3 separate regions of the Zea mays genome follow, and regions 1 and 2 are each linked to region 3. A link is a contact called in public Hi-C data. All regions are on one chromosome and are shown on one strand. The core of a region is the stretch at or near the end of the contact, and the rest is flanking DNA. Distances in the headings are between cores, read along the strand shown. Region 1 holds the start of LOC103649959 (probable serine/threonine-protein kinase PBL7). Region 2 holds the start of LOC103649960. Region 3 holds the start of LOC100284552 (zinc finger CCCH type domain-containing protein ZFN-like 1).

Region 1 (3,632 bases), core at 74-2,573, 140 kb after region 3:
ACTTCCACCCCAGGCAGGCAGGCAGCCGGGCGTCGCGGGCGCCGGACAGGTGGGTGGGTGGCGTCGCGCGAAGGCCACCGGGACACGCTGCTTGCTCTGAAAAGCCGACGAGCAGACAACGGGCCCCGGGACCCGGGACATACTAGAAGAAGGCGGCCGGGATCTGCCGACCCCACCACGGTTCACACAGTCCACACCCTTCGCCGCGCGGCGCCTGCCCGGGCCCCCCGAATGGCCGTCCTTTTCGCGCCGTGCACGCGGACAACAGTGGCACCGGAGGTCGCCTTCACGGTGCGGCCGCGCACCTGGGTGTCCTCCGGATGCAGCAGGTTGGTTGTCGTCGTTCAATAACAATCGAGGGCTTGTTCGGTTATTTTCAATCCATATGGATTGAAGGGGATTGATACGGATTGAAGGGGATTTTGACTTAATAGGGATTGAATCCCCCTCAATCCCTCTCAATCCATATGGATTGGGGTAGAACCGAACATAGTTGGGCCCGTCTGCACGAGGGTGAGGGTGGAACGGGGGTTAGGCTGGAAAGCACGCCTAACAATAATGGATATACGTATTTATTAGTAGAATCATGGCGCTCTAAACCCGCTCCTGCTCCATGTCTTAATCGGTGGATAAGGATAAGCTTAACCGTAATGCACGTAGCACTGTAGCGACCCGTCACCCGTTCTTGACTTGTCAACTACATGCCCCATCCTTTCTGGGAGTGCTGTCTTTTTTTTACTGTAAAGAACGGTCTATGTGAGCGATAACAACAGCAACCTTTTGTGATCCGTGTAAGAAAAATATAATCACACATTTCCCCCCTTTATTGTCCAACCAAAAGCTATCCTTTCTTTTAGATAAAATACCCATTTTGCCCTGCCGCACTAGGTGCTATGGTAGTGATGGAGATGGGCCAAACCTTTTGAACAAAGTAAAAACCTAACGGAAAAAAATGATCCGTTCGTCCTAGTTGTTTTCTAACTGACCAGCAGTCAATATTTACCACACTGGTGACTAATAATAAGATGAGTTTTTTTAACTTGATTTTCAAAGCGAGTACCAAAAACGACCCGGCCTGCTCGCTCGTGTTTCTCTAGATGTACGTGTTGTTCTATGGACTTTTGCAGTGCAGAGTGAAAATCCGCACTTGATTCACAAAGTCTTTATTTTAAAAAAAATTGTATTTTAGTTTCCTGAAACAGTACAGGGAATAGTGTTTTGGACGAACGCATTTGGCTCGAAATTGGAACAAGAGTCCTTCGTGTACCTACTTTTTATAGGTTGACCCCAAATAAACAACTCCATACATAACTATACCTTCACAATTCGTCAAGCAAAACTATACTAAACCCCTTCAATTAGCAATTAATCTTTCCTGCCACTAGTGAGTCTCCGACGTCCCATCGATGCTGACTTTTCCGCCTTCCCTCGGCGCCGTTTTCCGTCCTCCGCTTTCCGTCGGTTTTTTTTAACATGTTTTCAAATCTTTTAGGCCGCACGCTGCTATCCTCATCAGTCTTCTCCGCTTTTCCCCCCATCTCCTTCTGGGCGCACCAGGAAAAAAATTGATACATTCCTCGGCAGCTGCGCGAGTCCTCTGTTGATACCCCCGGCGACCCAAAGCCCCCGTCCGAGCAGCAGCAGCAGCAGCCTAACAGGATTGGGGATTTTTTTTTGCTTCGTGTTCTCCTTCTCCTGCTGTAGGCGTTGATTCGGGTGATGAGAGATGGGCTTCTTGGCGTGCTTGTGCCGATGCCCTCAGGACGGGGACGACGACGAGAAGGAGGGGGAGCAGTTCAGAATCAACCACCAGGTCGCCTCAGGTGACGGGCGATGCTCATGCTTCAAAAAAAATTCTTTCTTTCTTGCGTTATGTTTCCTGCTTTTGCCTTCGTTAGTTGTAGCAAGCATACTTCGTCAGTTCGTCTGGCTAGGAAATTCTCGTTTCTTGGTGCTTCGTTCTGATACTAGCTTGTTCGCGGTATGTGTGGCCCTGATACTATACTCCGGTACCATGCTTCCTGTGAAGCTGAACTCGCGCTTGCTGTCAGAGGGACGTTTAATTCTACAAAATGAAAATAAAACCAAGTCTACTGATTCGTGAACTTGGTAGCGTAACCGGTTTTTAGTTGTTTATTTACGCGAGTGAAGAATTGTACTCATACTCAGCCATCATGAACTTTTTTTTTTATTCTGAATAGCATGGTCAACCTTTTCTTTATCACACGGCACCCAGCCTCGCGGACGAATTCCTTTAGCAACCAAGGCTGTTAGATTTAATCTTGCCATTGTGTAGCTAGAAACAATAGGCTGTGGCTGATCAAGTGCGTAGCAGCAAAACGTGTGAGACTAGTACGCTGTTGTTGCCTTGAGCGGTTACATACTCATGGTCATGGTGTGTGAGACTGTCACTGAGAATATGGACCGAGACTTTTTGGGCCAGCACGAGCACATGAGTCAGGCTTGGATCTACATAACCTATTAAAGTTAATATTGTTTAATTTCTTTAATTTAGTAATTTATAGACTTTATATCGTTGTAATATTTGAACTTTATGTGGTCAAATGACGTTAGCATTGTTTAATATCGTTAATTTAGTAAGCTATAGACTTTATGTGGTTGTAATATTTGAATTTTATGTGATTCAAATATATACTTAGGCTTAGGTCGGCACGGTCCAACGTAGGCATGACGTGCTTTAGGGCTATGCTGATCCACTATTTCTACTATTTAGGCTTGCATGGTATAATCAAAAAAAATTTAGGCCTTCTTAACTTGAGCCCGTTAGGCCTAAAACACGATGGCCTTTGGTCCGGCTTAGCTCAATTCCCAGCACTAGAGACCATGCCGTGTCAAGTGCATACACGTGTGGAGTGCACACAAGATAGACATGATCAGGAGAGTAGTAGCTGCATGCAGCCATTAGTCTCTTTCCTTGTGATTGGTATGCTGCACATATTCGTCCGGACTGAGCGCGTGCATTGACTAAAAAGCAGCCGCTGTTTGATTAACTGTATAGAGTCAGACTGAGCCTACACCCGCAAATGCAGCATAGGTAAAAAATATATCCCTTTACTGTATGTGTGCATACGCTCCGGCGTTCAGGTTCTGGTGGGCCACGCTCGCTAGAGCCAGGCGCTGCTCGTCCGTCCATCCAATCAGCCGGTTTAAGTCTTTATTGGTGTGTGCATGATCATTAGTAGTGGCGTGAGTTTAGCATCATGGATGAGTGCTGGCCGAGTGACTTGGCTGGCCCTTATCCCTTTGCATGTATCTTTGAGTTTATACAATGAATAGAAAACCGCGTGAGGCCATGGCAGGCGTGGACCAAAAAATCCTTGTTAGCTTGTGCAGTTCTGTTCTCGCGTGTCCGTCTGCAAGAAGAGCCTCCGTGAGAGAGATTGTGAGATAGTTGAGTGATGCAATTCCAACCACATAGCGAGGAGTGGTTCCAACAAAGGTCTCGACTTCTCGATATTGCAGATCTCTTATGTCTTTTTTTATGTGTGAATGGAATTCTATTCTGAACTATGCATTTAGGCATGCACACTACCCTCCGTTATTTCAATTTTGCTAGTGGCTTCAATAAAATGCTAGCGAACAACAGAGTGCAAAAACTCTTATGTGTCTAC
Region 2 (3,840 bases), core at 314-2,813, 220 kb after region 3:
TTCTTATAACAATATAAGACACATTATATATATAAGTTATCATGGTATTGTGTGTTTCCGTTGCAACGCACGGGGCACTCATCTAGTAAGATAAAAGCATACAATAGATTATATTGGGTTTTGGGATGCTTCCTTTGTCATGAGCATTCTCCTTTTTTGCTTTTCGTGTCACAATGCTTGGTAAACAAGATTAATCCTCTAATTGTATAGTTATTATCACCAAAACCCACAATTTGGGCTTGCTTGCAGTTACACATTGCCTTCTGGTTATCGTCTTGTAGGCCTTGTTGAAGATGCCATGTAAATTATACATCGTTTAACTTCTTTAAATATATATAGTTTCTAATTGTGTATCTATACATAATACATATCTAATAGTACCTCTCAAAACTAAATCTCCAAAGAAAACAAAGCTCCAAGTTACAGAGACAGTGCACTCCCTTTAGGCTGGGTGCAACGCGAGTCGGTAGCGACTCCTACCTTATGGTCGACCACAGTGTTTGACTGTCCGAACCGGTTGATACCGTCTACGTTGGAGTCGAACCGGTTGGTATCGATTGGTCAGTATCAACCATTGCATTGGACTAATCGATCGGTGACGACCGACTTTAGTGATCGGTGGCATGTTTTGATTGGTCCACGCGTGCGCCACGACAGTTAACTATTTTTTTACTTTATCAAGTCCAAAAACTCGGAAAAAACTCAATAAAAATTGTGAATCTAATATATAAACTATATTATTTATGAATTATAATATTTATGTTTATGTTTTGTAACTTTATTTTTAAATTATATATTTTATTATTATGCTTGAGTTATATAATTTTTAATTGTTGTTGTGAATTATGCAATTTTCGCTTGATTACATAATTAGATGTATTTGAATTTTATTAAAATTTAGTGTTTAATGTCAACTAAAAGTCTGTAAAATAAAGCTAATCCAGCGATTGAGTAACTATAGACTGATGATAAAAATTATGCACTAGAGCGTTATAGATAAAAAAACTGATAATATGAACTATATAGACCGCCTTTAGCTGATATGGCGATAGGCCTGCCAGCCATATGCCTCACATACCTTTTTTATTCTCTTCTGGTTTCCTTGATCTCCGTCGTTCTTATTTCTCATGCGTCCGTGCGCATGTCTGCTCGGCCATTTCGAGGAGCCTGCTCTCGGCCGCTCCTCGGAGCAGCGGGCGCGGCAACCCTGCCAACCCGCGCGTTCGCAGCAGCTCCGCCTGTGGCCCGCGATGTCAGCGACCGGGGGAGGAATTTGAAAAAACTGGGGCAGTTTGTTTTCATCTTATTCCTCTGTACAACCGTTTTAAAGCGGGTTTTGTTTACCTTATTTTATCTGTTGTACAGGTGTTTGGAACGGATGAAGTACAAAATTAGGCGATTGTCGTGTGTATTCTACGAAAACGAAACAGCTCGATTACATGCCAAAACACAAGATCAGCAACAATCTTAGAGCAGTCTGGTTGCTGTGTCGTTCGGATTATCAGGTCAGGTCTCTATCAACACCTGCGGAGGACCGTGGCTCGTAGCCTCCGCACTGCTCAGACAATATGTAATGGACTTGTGCTCTAAAAACTCATAGGCGATTGTTCGCGTCTGTTTGTGGTCCCAAAGCAGCTATGGCCTCTGGCCGCTTGCCCCCTGCACTCGCTGTAGCTAGCCCCCACCCCACCGCGCTCTCCCGCGCCGGTCTGGCCGCGCGCGTCTTTGCTGCTCTTGTCAAACACGTCTTCAATCCGCTGCCCCCTGCCCTGGTAAAAAAAGAGGAAGAAGGAGACGCTGATGCTAACCGCCGCACTACTCTACTGGTGCGTCTGCTGCGCATGCGCGGGTAAATACGATCGGTATCGAGGGGGGATACTTTGGTCGCTCTCTGCACATATACATATACCATGAACTTGTACAAGACGATCCCACACCCACATACATGAACTGTCATATGCATGATGGTTTACAGAGCAACAGATGCTACCCGGCGTACAAACACGCAAGCAGTTCCAGATCGACGAGGCATGGCACTACTGGCGGGTCACAGCGACTCTGAACCGATCACTCACCACGACTCCGAACCGGACCAACGGCACGCCCGGCCATGGCCCGTGGCCGTGCTCTCAGAAGAAGCCGCGGCGGCGCGGCGGGGGCAGCAAGAGGGCGACGAGCATCAAGGCGGCGACGGCGACGAGGGCCAACGCCACGAGGATGCTCTCGTCGACGGTGAGCAGGCACACCTTCCCCATGGACGGACTCGCAGCCTGGGGAATGGCGGTGCAGAGGGGCCTTCAGCTGCAAGCGGGCAAGCTCAAGAGCGATGCCTGGATGCGCGTCCTTGTCCTTGTTATAGTTGTTGAAGTATCTCCGTCTCTCTGGGTCAACTGCTCTTCGAAAGCACTTCTTTTTTTTTTCCTTTGAAGCGTTGCGATGACATGCACCAAACAAGCGTCAGTCAGTATATTGACTAGTTGGTACAACGGCTGCAAGTAATGTAATGTACACTGGGAGTGGGACGTGAATTGTGAGCTACGAGTCTACGACCACGCAGCAAGTCCTCGGTCTTGTTAGCATAAGCTTCAAGGTTCTGGTTCAATACTTCACAGAATCATGAGTTCGGTGATGGCTGCAGATATGTCAAATAATAGATTGACCCTGAGTATGAACATCCGCACCCTTTTTTTTTAATGAAGTGGACAAATTTTGATAACACTGCCATATGCTTATATGCACGAGCGAGTGTTAAACAAAAGCACAATGTCAATGCACTTTTTGGATGGCACTATGTGGCTCGTTTAATAGTTATACTCCCTCCGTTTCTTTTTAGTTGTCGCTGGATAGTTCAATTTTGCACTATCCAGCGACAACTAAAATGAAACGGAGGGAGTATTTACCAGGCGCCTTCAGAGTTCAAACTAAACTAACAGTTTAATTCAATGATAACCGCATCTCAAGTGTCTGGCTCTTCAAATTTTGATCTAAATCGCACAGCAGATTTCGGACGAAAAATTTGCATGCCACAAACAGCGCGGAGCTATAGGCAGGTCGTTCTCGAGGGCCAATTTCTAAAAATGGTAGCCAAAGCAAACGACAACACCAGCGTATCGGTTTTTTGTACAGTCGCTTTACTGTACAAGTCGTGACAGATACAGTGCACAAGGAAAAATCTTCTCGAGGACTAATAACGACCACATGGATATGGGCGGCCATATGGCCAGTCAAATGAGTCATGACGAAACATGAGGACGAAATCTTCGTCTTACCCTATTGACCATTGGTACGATGCCTTCTGCCAACTAGTAGTGGACACGTAAGCAGAGTAGTATATCTGCACAAATTTGCTGTCAAAGGATGTAGAACTCGCAAACTGAAAAACTGAACAAGAGCAAACAGTAATGATCGATAAAATAGCCAGTTATTTGCACAGAACGTTATCACCATTTGTAAAAAGTAAAAACTACACAATAGTACCAAGATTCATGAGTTATGATTTGTTTGCATACTCTAGTATTCACCTCAATCCATATGTATTGATTATACCCTAATACACCTCAATACATGTAGATTCATGTGAATAATAGAGTATCCAAACAAAGACTTACAATAACTCTTTAACAGCTACTGTACATGAACTTCACATGCATTTATAGATGATTTATTTACACATGATATTGAACTACAGTATTCTCAGAGAAATTACAGGTATTACAGAATTACATGAAACTGGGGTAATTGCCAACCAAAGTCGCGAGGAAACAAAGTGTTCTTTCCTTCTAGCCACCTTCCAAATATGGTTCAAAAGCACCATATACAGCAGCCCCGAACTGGACATAA
Region 3 (3,527 bases), core at 736-3,235:
AAGCAGCAGTACATGCTACACTGGGAGCATGCAAATAGTGTGCAGGAGTTGCCAGGTTAATGCTTCAATGTCTGATTGATGCCCAGATTTCTATAGATGATTGTTAAATCATGTGTGAAGGTGTTAATGTACCTCACATACAGGTTGCCCTTGTCGTTCTGGAAAGTATTGTGCTGCTCCATTCTTGGCACCTCCACCAAACTAATATTTTTGAAATAAATTTTAAAGAAACTATTTGTCAGATTGGCATTTCAGGGAATTTTGTAAATTTATGCACTAGGAATCTATTAGAAAACATGAGCAATTGGCAACTAGAGATTCGGTTGCAGCAGGCCTCAAATATCCTAAATCATTTAGGATTAGCAAATGGGAACAGAAGCTGACTTGCAGGTGTTAAATGCAAATAATGAGTAATAGCAGCACTCCAAGTTGTGATTATTTGAAAGCATAACAGGCCATAAAGCATCTAATCCAGAAAACACTCAAGATTAAAAAATAATAACTTGAAGCTACCAAATACAGCAGCATTTTGTTAATACAAATCTTGGATACAAAGATGACCTCCCCTACTTTTCACATTGAACACAGGAACAAAGAAAAAAACTACAAAATGGGAGAAGAAAAGTAAGTTGTTATGTTGTATCATGGCTTGTCAGGAACTCAGGATCACCATAACAACATCTAAATGGAAATCAGGGGCTCAGCAATTGGCTTCCTATACTAGCCATTTGCCCGTGCTTTTTGCTACGTTTTTTATATATCATATAAATAAATATTGAGATATTCATTCAAATATAATTATTGTTTAATTCTAAACACTAAGATATATGTAGTCGGTGGTTAGCCACAAATTTCTAGAGTAGGGGTGTGTCTTTAAATGCTCGTTTTGCACTATTTTTATATAATTATTGTTTATTTCTAAACACAAAGGTACGTGTGGTCTGGTGGTGCCTGTGCAGGCAGTAGCTGAGCGTGGGGCCAACATGACACGATGCCGAGACGGGGACGCGTGGGGCGGGTCCCGTGTGTCAGCGCGGGGTGAAACCGTGGTAGCACCAGGTGACCACCTTCTGTTCTTAATAGTAGTAGGGATTTATTTGGAAGCCAATAGAGATAAACTAGTAGTAAATTTATTTAAAGCAAACAAGAAAGAGAAACAATTGTCTCAACCATAAAAGAAAGCAAGCTCAAAAATGCAGTTGCTAGCGATACGGTGCATAACACGCTATGAACGAACCACATTACTCAAATTAATAGTTTCTACGGTTCGATCCTCACGATAGTTGAAACAGTAACTACCTCAACCACACTGCGAATCTACCCGAAACGGAACAATTCGCCGATAGCAGCAAGCAGCTCGGACGCGGACACGGATCAGATCGGGGAGAGTGAAGGCTTCTGGACGCGACGCGCTCACCTCAGTGCCGCCACGATCGCGAGGGTGGTTGTAGCGGCAGCGCTCCCCGAAGCCGCAGGCGCCCGTGCGGAGGTAGTAGCCACAGTCCGCCTCGCCAGGCCGCTCTGGAAGCCACGTGTCCGCCTCCTCCCCAGCCCCCAGCTCCCCGTCCTCCCCCTCCCCGCCGCCGTCCAGCCCCAGCCTCAGCATCGGCCCTGCAACAGCCACGCGGTCACACCCGGGAACCCACCAGAGATCCGGTGCGGCCGTACGCCCGGCCGGAGATCTGAACGACACCGAGAAACCGTTAGGCAGGCAGTACCTTCGAGGCCGGTGCCCGGGCTTGCGCTGCCGCCCTCTGCTCCTCCTGCTGCAGCAGCGGCGGCCTCCTCGGTGTGCGGCGGCTCCATGGCGTCGCGGGCGGCGGGGAGGGAACAGGGAAGCTTCACGAGGCGGCGATCGGTAGGGCGATCGGAGTGGGAGGAGGAGATCGGGCTGTTTTTCTCTCTCTCGTTTCCTCTGGTGTGGCAGGTCACTGCTCCTGCCCCTTCTTTGTCTCTATTTTTCCGCTGCCTGTGTCTCGCAGTCTCGCTCGTGTCGCGTGTGCACCTGTTCGGAATATACACAGAGGGGTAGGTGTTCGTTTCACTTTCCTTTTAATTTTTCCGACGGAAGGTTTGTTTATTTTTTCGGTCCTGTGCCTTTGCTGCTGGACCACGCTTGAGGTAGCTTAGCTAAGCTATCTAGGGGGCGGATTTATGGTGGTTTTCGTTGGTTAGTTGAGATAACGGTTGGAGTTAAGACTGTTGTAATAGCACTTGAGGGCCAAGTTACGTTGCTTGTTGACTCGTGATCTCCATGGATTTTTTTAACATGGGAATCTGACTTTTATACGTAATTGGTTTCACTATCGCCAAGGTAAGTGAAATGTGACGTCTCTACCACATAAGAGCACATATAGATAGACTGCCTTATTCAGTTATTTGACATAGCTTTACTACTAATTTCAAGTTATTTGAAGTTCTTTTTTGCCAAGCAAATCCTTTCAAAACAGATTCAATCTGGGGCGAGCCTCATTGGATTCAATGCTATTCAATTGAATACCATTGAAAATAGGAAATACATAGAAAATAGAAAATAAATTAAATAAATGATGTTATCTTAATTTGGGCCAAAGTATCTCCTTCATACCTCTCACACCCAGCCAACTCAATAGATTGTCGTGGCACGTAAGGCCTAATGAAGTAACATAGCACACAATAGTACATCGCAACAACAACAAAAAATATCCAAACCCTATTGTCAGGGGGGCGAAGGGCCCAATTATGGCTAGGTCCAAACCATACCTAGTTGAAAAAGGCATTTAACTGAGAAATGTGATAATGGACACAAATCATATAATTCACAAGTCGCCTTTTAAGCACAATTTCCTATGTCTCCAAGACGTATCTAGTAAAATTATCGGTATGATTTTGTATTATGTATTATTTACCGCACATATGTTTCTTAGCAATTTATTCTCATTTTAGACAATGTTCTACTTCTATATATGTTATGCATTTTTATTCTACAATTTAATTGGTTATGTGCTACATACTATACAGCGTAGAGCCGTACCTAATTTTTTCTTCGTCCTCTGTTTGTGTGTTTTACCTTTTCTATCTTAGTTACCTGCTAGTTGGTAGGAACAAAACCTAGGTTACATAAATCTGTTTGCAGTAAAGATAGCAACAATTATACAAAACCATAGTTACACATATCAACACTTGGTTATCCGCTTATGTTTTGTTTAAGACAAAAAGTTGGAGAGCTAGATTAGTGAAAAAATAGTTATCCTAATTTACCCCTCTAGACATTCACATTCTTTTCGGTGATCTAATAGACATACTCTACGGTATTAAGACTCACTAACCGCTCATCTAGCAATCCTTCCTCAAGTGTCATTTGTATCTTAGTGTCTTGCTACGGCAAGGACCAACAAATCCTTTTCTTAGATTGACCCTAGGCCTCGTGCATGTCCTTACCTTTGGAGTGTGTGCAACCCGGACATAGAGATGCACATGTGATTGGTGGAACTAATTTGTTGTTTGGTTTTTCCCAATTAAAATTTAGTCTCTGTCACATCGAATAT

What was found. A called contact is a pair of places that touch in the nucleus more often than the background predicts.
Region 1: a contact with region 3 is called in a Hi-C map of endosperm, with 6 times the contacts expected there. The contact joins the promoter of LOC103649959 here to the promoter of LOC100284552 in region 3. A contact is called at or near these places in 15 of 25 Hi-C or Micro-C datasets (bundle sheath, ear, endosperm and 5 more) and 1 of 3 datasets of contacts at active chromatin or transcription factors (seedling).
Region 2: a contact with region 3 is called in a Hi-C map of leaf, with 4 times the contacts expected there. The contact joins the promoter of LOC103649960 here to the promoter of LOC100284552 in region 3. A contact is called at or near these places in 8 of 25 Hi-C or Micro-C datasets (bundle sheath, ear, endosperm and 2 more).

What each region holds. Positions count from the first base shown.
Region 1 is chr3:37,289,927-37,293,558 of Zm-B73-REFERENCE-NAM-5.0, forward strand. LOC103649959 (probable serine/threonine-protein kinase PBL7) reads left to right here and starts at 1,324. Exons shown (of 5, transcript XM_008675652.4): 1 at 1,324-1,823. The coding sequence starts at 1,727.
Region 2 is chr3:37,364,727-37,368,566 of Zm-B73-REFERENCE-NAM-5.0, forward strand. It overlaps LOC103649960, which reads left to right and starts at 1,564. Exons shown (of 2, transcript XM_008675654.3): 1 at 1,564-1,826; 2 at 1,976-2,704. The coding sequence starts at 1,984. The coding sequence ends at 2,427. It overlaps LOC100304334, which reads right to left. Exons shown (of 10, transcript NM_001356615.1): 10 at 3,630-3,840.
Region 3 is chr3:37,147,383-37,150,909 of Zm-B73-REFERENCE-NAM-5.0, forward strand. LOC100284552 (zinc finger CCCH type domain-containing protein ZFN-like 1) reads right to left here and starts at 1,986. Exons shown (of 9, transcript NR_182079.1): 1 at 1,719-1,986; 2 at 1,418-1,611; 3 at 133-201.